Linked DNA regions of Sus scrofa: region 2 is linked to region 1. Evidence: chromatin contacts called from public Hi-C data. All regions are on one chromosome and are shown on one strand. Each heading gives the region's core, a stretch centred on a gene start, on an enhancer-like site or on the middle of the called end of the contact. The rest is flanking DNA. Distances are from core to core; before and after follow the strand shown.

Region 1 (5,106 bases), core at 968-3,467:
CAGATGAATTCCCAAAGGAAATATCAAATGTTGAGAATGAAGTTCAACTCGTTTTGAAACAGTAATAAATGAACTATAGAGCTTCTAACAAAGAAATACATTTAAAATGTGACTCATCCTGCACTAGATTTGCAGTATATAAATATGGTGCTCAGCTGAGCGTTCTTTTAAGTTATGCATCTCAGTTCAGATACCTGTTCTCATGGTGTCCCTGGGAGGTGCAGGGGACTACAACAGGCACAACACACTTGGGTGACCTGGGTGGCAAGTGGGCCCTTACTCAGCTCACCCCCTTCAGATAACGCTGGTGACAGAAATAATCTGTAACCGGAGGCCAAGGGCCTCTTAGAAAAAGAACTGGAGGCTCTGGCCCAAGGCCTAAACCAACACTTGTGGCCTTGGCCTGCTTCCCGGCACAAACATGCCCCTGGACAGCAGCCAAAATCAGTGGCTCCTTCAAGCAAGAGGCCCAGTCCAAATGGCCGTGTGGGGGCCCCCCACTGGGCCTAGTTCAGCAAGGTACACATATAGGACACACACTGGCCTCCAAATCTGTGTCCCAGGAGGTGACGAAAGGAAACAGGTCCTTCTCCCAGATCGATTCTCAGATATGACCTGGAAGTAAACTCCCTCTAGATCTAGGAATAATTCTTTTCAAGAGTTCAAGAACCTTGAATTCTGGCTGTGCCACTGATAACTGGGGTGAGTGTGGCAGGCCTCCACTTCCCCTGCCGCAGTTTGCTCCTCATCAAAATGGTGAGAATAAATAACCTTTAAGGGGCCAGGGAGATAAAGTATGCAAAAGTTTGCATCCCGGGAGTTCCGTGGTGGCTCAGTGGTTAACAAATCCGACTAGGAACCATGAGGTTGCAGGTTCGATCCCTGGCCTTGCTCGGTGGGTTGGGGATCCATGAGCTGTGGTGTAGGTTGCAGACTCGTCTTGGATCCTGTGTTGCTGTGGCTGTGGCATAGGCTGGCGACCCTACAGCTCCGATCAGACCCCTAGCCTGGGAACCTCCATATGCCATGGGAGCGGCCCAAGAAATGGCAAAAAGACAGGAAAAAAAAAATTTCCATCCCATACATCACATCATCATGAATGAATGATGTAAAGGAAAGGCTGTTTAACCACCAGGGGATTATAGAATCATTGCCATTTGCATCCTCACCATCCTCATAAAACTCCCTCAAAGAGCCTTTAGTCTTGAGAGAAGAGGGTAAAGGGAGATGGATTCATCCGTGGACTTTTAAATCACAGCTGCCATTGAGGCAGCTTGCTCTCTGTCAAGTGCAGAACAGCACTTCCTGAGGAGTAACATTTTTAATTCTCACAAAACTCCTACGAGGAGTCATTATTATTACACCCATTTTACAGATGAGAAAGCTGAGCTCAGAAAGGTTAAGTAACTTCCCAAAGTCACACAGGTGGTAGGTGAAGAGCCTGGGATGCGAACGTGAGTCTGAGCCCAAAGCCCACGCTCTCCACCACTGCTATTTTTGTTCCTGCCAGATGGTTGACGAGGTCTTCCGAGGGAGGAAGGACTCAGGAGGCTTTGAAACCTCTTAGAGCCTGCTATCTGATTCTGTGGGTTTGGAAGGCACAAGGATCCAAAGTCGGGTCTCCCAAGCTAGCCTCTGTGACCTCGGCCCTCCACGGCCCCACGGGGGGTTAGAACGATTACTCACCACGCTGAAGGGCAGCAACGACAGACCTCAAATCGCAAGTTAAAATGCGCCCACTCTAACCCCTTCCCCTTCGAAGGGGTGGGCGCAGCTCTGGGCTTCCTGCCGCGACGGTGCTCACAAGGACCAGGCGGCGTTCATGAACAGGATGAGAGCTTGGGAGGGGGTGTCCTGGCCGAGGTCACATGGCGACATTCCCTGCGCGGGTCGGCCCCCGGGGCTCAGACGTGGCAGCTTCGCACAACGACGGGCCCTAAGTGGACCTGGGGTTTCGGGTCCCTCCTGCACCCTTGCTCTGACGGCGCGCCCACCCACTTCCACCGCAGCGCGAGGCAGGCTGCCGACCTACGTACCTGGCCGCCCAAGGCGGGCCACCTCGGTCACAGCCGCGGCTCCCCGGAGAAAGCGCTCCCTAGTTCCAGAACAGCCAATCCTGAGCCGAGCCTTGGTGTGAGCTCCCGGCGAGCCTTCCAAAATCGAACGCGAAGACTCCGCGAGCCAATCAGTGGAGATAGAGGGATGAGAGGCGTGGCCCTACTCCTCCCCCTTCCCTCCGCTGGCCTCGAAACTCCAGTGCGAAGAAGCCCCCGGTCCAATCAGCGACGCAGCGGCAGCGAGGGGCGTGTCCTGGGGCTCTCTCTCCCCGCCCTCGGCTGCCCTCACGCCGCGCCCGGAGGTGCTCCCTTCATTGACGTCAGTCCTCGGGGAGAGCGTGGTTTTGCTGGCTGGGGAGTGGGGGCGGGGCCGCATTCCAGTCCCGGGGTGCGGCAAGGGCTGGCCCAGCTGGGTACACGTGACGGGTGCACCCCTCCCCTGGGAATGAAGCCAATAAGCGCGGCGCGGGATTCCTTGCGGCTTGTGGCCCTCCGCAAATAGACTTGCAGCTACTTAAACTCAACAGCAGACCACTTGGTATTCTGGCTTGAGTTTTGAGGGAGAGGAAGAGTCAGCGCGGTAGTCAGACCTTGGGCTTCAAAGCCAGAATGTCGTGAGTTTGAATCTTCAATCAGCTGTGCAACCTTGGGCCAGTAGCCTAAATGAGAGGCTATTAAAAAGGTTTTATTCATTCATTCGACAGTGGTCTATTAGGGACCCACCCTGTCGGAGTTTCTTGACTTGCAGTGAACTGGAGACACCTTTAATAAGCCTTGTCCTGGGGGAATTTACAGTTTAGTCAAGGAGGCTAACATTTATTATTATTTTATTTATTTATTTATTTTTGGTCTGTTTGTCTTTTTTAGAGCTGCACTCGCAACACATGGAGGTTCCCAGGCTAAGGGTCCAGTCGGAGCTGTGGCCACTGGCCTAGGCCACAGCCAAGGCAACACGGGATCCTAGCATTGTCTGCGACCTTACTCCACAGCGCACTGCAACGCCGATCCTTAACCCACTGAGCAGGGCCAGAGATCGAACCCAAGTCCTCATGGATGCTAGTTGGGTTTGCTAACCGCTGAGCCAAGATGGGAACTCCAGAGGCTGACATTTATAAACCTAAAATATTGAGTGTGACTATGATTGTGATACACATTATGGCTCTGAGAGGGTAAAATGAAGGAACCTAAGCTCCTTTGGGGAGGTCCTAGAAGGCAGAAGTAATACTTCAGCTGAGATATGGAGGAGCTGCAATTGGTCACAGGATGAGGAGTGGGTCTGGGAAAAGCCTATAAGGAAAAGAGTACACGCTAAGGCCAGGAGGTAGCCAGTCTCAGAAGGACTTGAAATGAGGCCTAGATAAGGCCAACAAGGGAGAGAGAGGTGGGAAGCCAGAAGCAGAAGCAGGCAGTGAAGTTTCCATTTGAATAGCATTATATGTGTTTATTTACTAGATCTTTTCTAGCACTTACTATGTACCAGTAATGCCAGTCAGCACTTTACAAATAGTAGCTCATTTCATCCTTTTGACAAATTTGTGTTTTTAGAAATTCACTTTGGCTGCAGCTTGAAATGTGGCTTGGGGGGGCAGGAGTGGTGGCAGAGTATCCAGTAGGCCCTTGATAAGTGTTTGTTTACTTGGTTTGAAGATGAGTAGTTGTGCACGGGTTCAAAAATAGTCACAAAGGGCACCTGGGAATAGGCAGCCAGACTTGTTGTCACTTCGAAGCTGACCTTAATAGTCATTTGAGTTCTATTCTGTAGAAGTTCTGAAAAAAAAAGTTCTTACTGTTTGATAAGAGCCAGCACACCAAGGAGTTCTCTGGTGGCCTAGTGGGTAAGGATGCAGTGTTGTCACTGCTGTGGCTTGGGTCACTGCTGTGGCATGGGTTCGATCCTTGGCCTGGGAATTTTTGCCTGTCGCAGGTGCAGCCAAGAACTAGCACACTGGGATTTGTAGGGCCCTTTCTGCAGGGTAGAGGTTAGGTTTGGGCGATGTTCCTCATCGCATGGCCTCCAGTTCCTCTCTCTGCCCTGCACAAAACATTATTAGCAAGAGCTTTGCTGTCATTTAAAAGGTTTTAACTTTGTTTTTCCTGAAGCCCTGTGGAAACATAGAAACGAACAAAGAAATTAGCAATATTTATCTCCAATAGAGTGGCTCAGTGGTTAACGAATCCAACTAGGAATCATGACGTTGCAGGTTCCATCCCTGGCCTTGCTCAGTGGGTTAAGGATCTGGTGTTGCCGTGAGCTGTGGTGTAGGCCGGTAGCTGTAGCTCCAATTAGACCCCTAGCCTGGGAATCTCCATATGCCGTGGGAGTGGCCCTAGAAAAGGCAAAAAGACCAAAAAAAAGAAAGAAAGTATCACTGCAAAGCCTTTCAGCCAACTGCGGGGCTGGGTACTGCACTGACTTTTAAATTAGGAGGCTGGGTTTCTGAACCAGGAGCTCCCTCAACCCCATTCTCAGCAATAGGAAGGCCAGACGCTTGCCATATCAGTTCTTGGAGTGCCTAGGAATTCTGATGCCCTGAGCTCAGCTGAGCATACCAGGGTAGGAATTGGGAACTTGTGGCTTCTGGGTCAGATGTGACTAAGGCTGGGTGGAGGATATCTGGTGTCTCTAAACATTTTTGCAGGCATGTGACACTTGTGCGCTGACCACATCATGGAACCGTTTCTATTGTTACAGCTTTATGAGTCAATATTTCTGATGGAAAGATGAGGCACTTCATAGTTGTGTGGGCCGTTCAGGAGTGCAGGAATCTGGGGTCCACAGATTGCATCTGGGATCCACTCCCCCACAGGGCCTTGTTTAGAGAAGGCCTGCTCTGGGGAATGGGGCCCTGTAGTGTAGGCCAAGACTCTGTTTAACCGGGGATCAGATTAAGGTGAGGCAAGTGGATGCTGTACTTAAAGGGGGGCCAAAAACCTCAGTAATCAAGATAAATATTTTAGGGAGTTCCCGTCGTGGCGCAGTGGTTAACGAATCCGACTAGGAACCATGAGGTTGTGGGTTCGGTCCCTGCCCTGGCTCAGTGGGTTAACG
Region 2 (5,106 bases), core at 983-3,482, 120 kb before region 1:
AGTGATGTTTCGGGCAACCCTTCAAGACCGCAACTTGTGGAGTTCCCGTCGTGGCGCAGTGGAAACGAATCCGACTAGGAACCATGAGGTTGCAGGTTCAATCCCTGGCCTGGCTCAGTGAGTCAAAGATCCAGCGTTGCCGTGAGCTGTGGTGTAGGTTGCAGACACGGCTCGGATCTGGCATTGCTGTGGCTCTTGGCGTAGGCCGGCAGCTACAGCTCCGATTAGATCCCTAGCCTGAGAACATCCATATGCCGAAGGTGCGGCCCTAAAACAAACAAACAAAACCCCCACAACTTTTGCCTCTGTCCTCAGAAACGTGCATTCTTTGCTCAGTTCCCTGGCCACCTTAGTTACAGAAACCCATGGTTTTCATGGGCATTTTGTACCTCCCCTATATATATAGGTGTGTACCTGAATCATTCATTGTTTTATAAATCTCTCTTCGGTCAACTTTCTTAAGGATAAGGACCACGTCTGTTACTCTGTCTTTGACCTGGAGCTTATCTAGAGCAGGTGGAGACCTAAGTAGGGGCCACTAGATGCTCCTGCTGCTGAAACCCACAGATCCTGCCTGGCTCTGAACAGAGGCTCCCAGAGCTGCCAGCAACTGAAATCCTAGAGGTTGTGGGCCTTGGGCTCTCCCGTTCACCACCCTCAAGCCCCACCCACAGCTCCCCAAACTCTTCCGAATTTTCTGTGGCTGCTTCTCAGAACTTTATATACCCTTTTTCCTTAACAACTTTCATTGTATTCTTTTTTTTCTTTGGCTGCACTTATGGCATATGGAAGTTCCTGGGCCAGGGATTAAATCCGAGCTGCAGCTGTGACCTATGCCCCCCAGCTGCAGCAATGCTGGATCCTTAACCCACTGCACCCAGCTGGGAATGGAACCCATGCTGCCACAGCGACAGTGCTGGATCCTTAACCTGCTGTGCTATAGCGGGAACTCTTCATTGTTTTATTCTTATAACTAAAGTAACTACTGCTTATTTTTGAAAACTTGGAAAGTATAAGCAAAAAAAAAAAAAAAAAATCATTGGTAACTGCCAATCAGATATAACCATTGCTGGAGTTCCCATCATGGCACAGCAGAAATTAATCTGACTAGGAACCATGAGGTTGTGGGTTCGATCCCTGGCTTTGCTCAGTGGGTCAAGGATCCGGCATTGCCATGAGCTGTGATGTAGGTCGCAGACATGGCTCGGATCCTGTGTTGCTGTGGCCGTGGTGTAGGCCAGCAGCTGTAGCTCTGATTCGACCCCTAGCCTGGGAACCTCCATGTGCTCTGGGTGCGGCCCTAAAAAGCAAAAAAAAAAAAAAAAAAAATATATATATATATATATATATATATGTAACTATTGTTAACATTTGGTGTAACTCCTTCCAGTGTTTTGATCTGATTTTTATTTATTTATTTATTTAGGCCACACCCACGGCACGTGGAAGGTCCTGGGCTAGGGATCGAACCCATGCCAAAGTTGCAACCTGCGCCACAGTTGTGGCAACACTGGATCCTTAGCGTGCTGCACTGCAGGAGACCATCTCAGTCTTTTTAATATGTATAATTTTACATACATTTGCAGCAATAAAAGCCAGAGCACAGACACTTGCTGTTCTCTAACCCTTTTTTCCCTGAATCACTGGGCATTTCCCTGCGTGACTCTGCCTCCCTCAGTCCCATCACAAAATGGGTGCCGCGGATGCACAGACATTATGTAGCTTTTCTCCTGGTGGCGTGCCTTTAACTTGTTTCTAGAAAACCAGGCGGAGTTAAACAGCTTTGGAGATGAACCTTCGCCACACACTTGTGATTATTTTCTTAGAATACTTTCTTAGAAACCAAACAGCTGAGCCAAAGAGATGCATACTTGTAAGTTTTTTGGTATCATAGCAACTGCCCTCCAGAAAGTTTGTACCAGCATATAAGAGCATTCACACCCTTTCCCCTGCCCGATATTTTTTGACTCAACTAACTGTAAAACGTCATTTTTTAAATGAATGAAATTTAAAATATTCTTCATCAATTTGCTTTTATGTTTAGAGTAAAAGCTTCCTTTTCTATTTAGTCTGTATCTGTGTCTAAAATTGTCAGCATCAGTGTGTGGGGATCCAGACATTTTGGCAAGTCTCTTATACATGCTTGCCTCCGGCCTGGGGAAGCTTGCTGGATATCTTTAAGCTGTGTGCTGAGTTTCAATCACTGTGAGCAAAGCCAGCCCCTGGCCCGGGGTGCTGCTGCTGCCCCCTGCTGGCGAAGTGCAGTGGTGGCTGAAAGGGCTGGCCTCCTGCCCTTTTCTTACCTCAACCCTCCCTCTTTCTTCCGCCACCACCCCATTTTAATAGTTTCTAGTATCTTCAGCCTGAAGGGAACCAGTGTGCAGGGTGAGGAGATTTTAAGCTCTGTGTCTTGGGTGATGCAAATGCAGTTACTGTTTGGGGAGGCTCACTGGCATTGCGTCTGTCCTGGTATGTGACGTGTGTCTCTGACAGCACAGACAGGAAAGCGTGCTTTTCTCTGGGTGAAGGGAGGGGACTCTGCAGGCAAAGTATTCAAGCAAAGCATCCTTCAGGTATGCGGGGCCTCCTGAGGTGACAGCCTTGAAAGGTGACGCCTTGGGGCTGTGTTGATATTAAAAAGAGAGAGGCATGCATACACAGTGACACTTCAGGTACCCTAAGGTCACCAGTAACCTGGATTGTCAGGGACAGGACCAGAACCTGACCATTGAAGTAAGGGAGGGTGGGCCATCTGAGCAAGAACAACAGATGTCCCCAAGCCTTGCCTCTCTTCTTCAGGAAACCTCTTTCTTAGAACCAGATGCTCTCAATTTTGACAGTGCTGACAGAGCTTTCTCACCCCTCAGCAGATGAAGAGTGGCCCATTAGCTGGACCTGATCTCTACCCATATGAGCAGCAGTTAGATGGAGACCAGTGAGAAGAGACATCTGGCAGAGAGGAAGCAGCTCAAGAAGTTAAAAGGCCTGAGTCATTGAGTAGAGGGGCAGAAGTGGTCCCAGAGGTCCCCAGGGCATCACTGCAGAATTCCTGTGAGTCCTGATGGGTCATAGCTCTTGTTAGGGAGTCATCAACACTAAAGGACCATAGAGAAAAGGGGTCAGAAATCATGAAGCAGAGCAACTTCCTTGATCCAGGCAGAAACCCCTCCAGGCCAAACTTCCACCAAAAAAACCCATGGACAAAACTGTCATCTTTTGTTTCTCCAGTTCCTCCTTTCTGTCTTTCACACTTAAGCCTTTGATCTATCTGGGTTTGATTTTTGTGGCTGGCGTGAGGTAGGGATCCTGTTTCATGTGTTTCTGTAGGGAGAACCTGTGACTCAGTGGTAACAAACCCAATTAGTATCCATGAGGATGAGGGTTTGATCCCTGGCCCTGCTCAGTGGGTTACAGGATCACGTGTTGCTGGGAGCTGTGGTCACAGACCCTGTTCAGATCCCAAGTTGCTGTGTCTATGGTGTAGGCCAGCAGCTGCAGCTCTGATTTGACTCCTAGCCTGGGAACTTCCATATGCCATAGTTGCAGCCTTAAAAAAAAAAAAAAGAACCTGTAGTCCCATAACTACTTATCACTAGTCCTTTGTAAGGAAAATCCCCAGTGTCTGTCGTCTGCTGCTCACATGGCATCCTTCTGATGACAGTTATGTGGGTGTCTTTCCCATGTCCTGTTTCATGTTTTTAAGGCTCTCTGATTTCTTAAATGCAGTATTTCACAATCTGGGTCTGATAAATCCCATAGCTGAAGTCTTTGTAAGTCTGATTCTTCTGCCTGTTGTTTTTGCTGGCTTGGGCTCATATTGCCTTGTTTCTTTGTATGTTGTGATTAAGAAAAAAAAACCTATGACCTTATTATTTATTTTTCTTGGAACTTTATCTCAGGAATTCTTTGAGGCCTGGTTTGAAGTTGTTTGCCAACAAAGAGGATTTGCCTTTCCTTCTGCTAACCCAGGAACACTCAGATGAAGTGTCTGGCGTGAGAGTTTTCTGTCTGCACAGGTAGAGGCAAACCCACTGGATTCAGTCTGACCTGAGGCAGAACCCTCACTCTGTCACTTACTGTGTCACTTCAGGCCAGTCATTTAATCTCTCTGCCTGTGCCATCATCTGTGGAACAGCAATAATAACACCTAGCACATAAAGCCATTCAAAGAGTGAAGTGGGGGAGTTCCCATCGTGGTGCAGCGGAAATGAATCCGACTAGGAACCATAAGGTTGTGGGTTCGATCCCTGGCCTCACTCAGTGGGTTAAGGATCCGGCATTGCCATGAGCTGTGGTGTAGGTCGCAGACCCAGCTCAGATCTGGCGTGGCTGTGGCTCTGGCGTAGGCTGGCAGCAACAGCTCCGATTAGACCCCTAGCCTGGGAACCTCCATATGCCATGGGTGTGGCCCTGAAAAGCCAAAAAAAAAAAAAAAAAAAGAGTGAAGTGGGGTGTTGTGTATAAATAAAGTGCTTACACGGTTTTCCTTCATGTGGTAGGTGGGTCAATGTCCTGCTCTTCCCCAAGGAGGCCCCCCTCCCACCCTAGCCTGTAGGGGCAGCTCCCAGCTTTAGTTCTGCATCTCACTCAAGATCCGAGTTAGGGAGTTCCCGTCGTGGCGCAGTGGTTAACGAATCCGACTAGGAACCATGAGGTTGCAGGTTTGGTCCCTGCCCTTGCTCAGTGGGTTAACGATCCGGCGTTGCCGTGAGCTGTGGTGTAGGTTGCAGACGCGGCTCGGATCCCGCGTTGCTGTGGCTCTGGCGTAGGCCGGTGGCTACAGCTCTGATTCAGCCCCTAGCCTGGGAACCTCCATATGCCACGGGATCGGCCCAAGAAATAGCAACAACAACAACAAAGACAAAAGACAAAAAAAAAAAAAAAAAAAAAAGATCCGAGTTAAAGCGAGAGCCAAGGACTTTAGATCTCGTTCTTGTGGCTCATTCTGCCTTCAGTTCTGAGAAGACTGAGCTTCCTAAAGCCTTTGAGAGATGCCTCTGCTCTCCGTCTTGACTGTGGTCCAGAGTTGTCCTGGAGGTCACTTGGGGTTGTGTAAGAAGAATAATGACCTTAAAAAAAAAAAAGGATAATGATATTTAACAGAAT

Evidence for each region. Hi-C and Micro-C count contacts between places; a contact is called where the count stands out from the background.
Region 2: a contact with region 1 is called in a Hi-C map of omental adipose tissue, with 2.5 times the contacts expected there. The contact joins the enhancer-like site here to the promoter of AVPI1 in region 1. A contact is called at or near these places in 2 of 5 promoter capture datasets (fetal liver and liver), 9 of 47 Hi-C or Micro-C datasets (alveolar macrophages, embryonic fibroblasts, epiblast stem cells and 6 more) and 2 of 2 datasets of contacts at active chromatin or transcription factors (alveolar macrophages and skeletal muscle).

What each region holds. Positions count from the first base shown.
Region 1 is chr14:109,050,011-109,055,116 of Sscrofa11.1, forward strand. It overlaps AVPI1 (arginine vasopressin-induced protein 1), which reads right to left and starts at 2,218. Exons shown (of 3, transcript XM_001929060.5): 1 at 2,037-2,218.
Region 2 is chr14:108,934,934-108,940,039 of Sscrofa11.1, forward strand. The region is part of intron 1 of UBTD1 (ubiquitin domain-containing protein 1); the gene reads left to right. Among named protein-coding and RNA genes, the nearest start is that of HOGA1, 21 kb to the right of the region's middle. Within about 2 kb of position 2,233, at least 14 of the 83 cell types and tissues checked have an H3K27ac peak or open chromatin away from gene starts, as enhancers often do. A contact at or near this core is called in alveolar macrophages, mesenteric adipose tissue and omental adipose tissue, where this site is marked.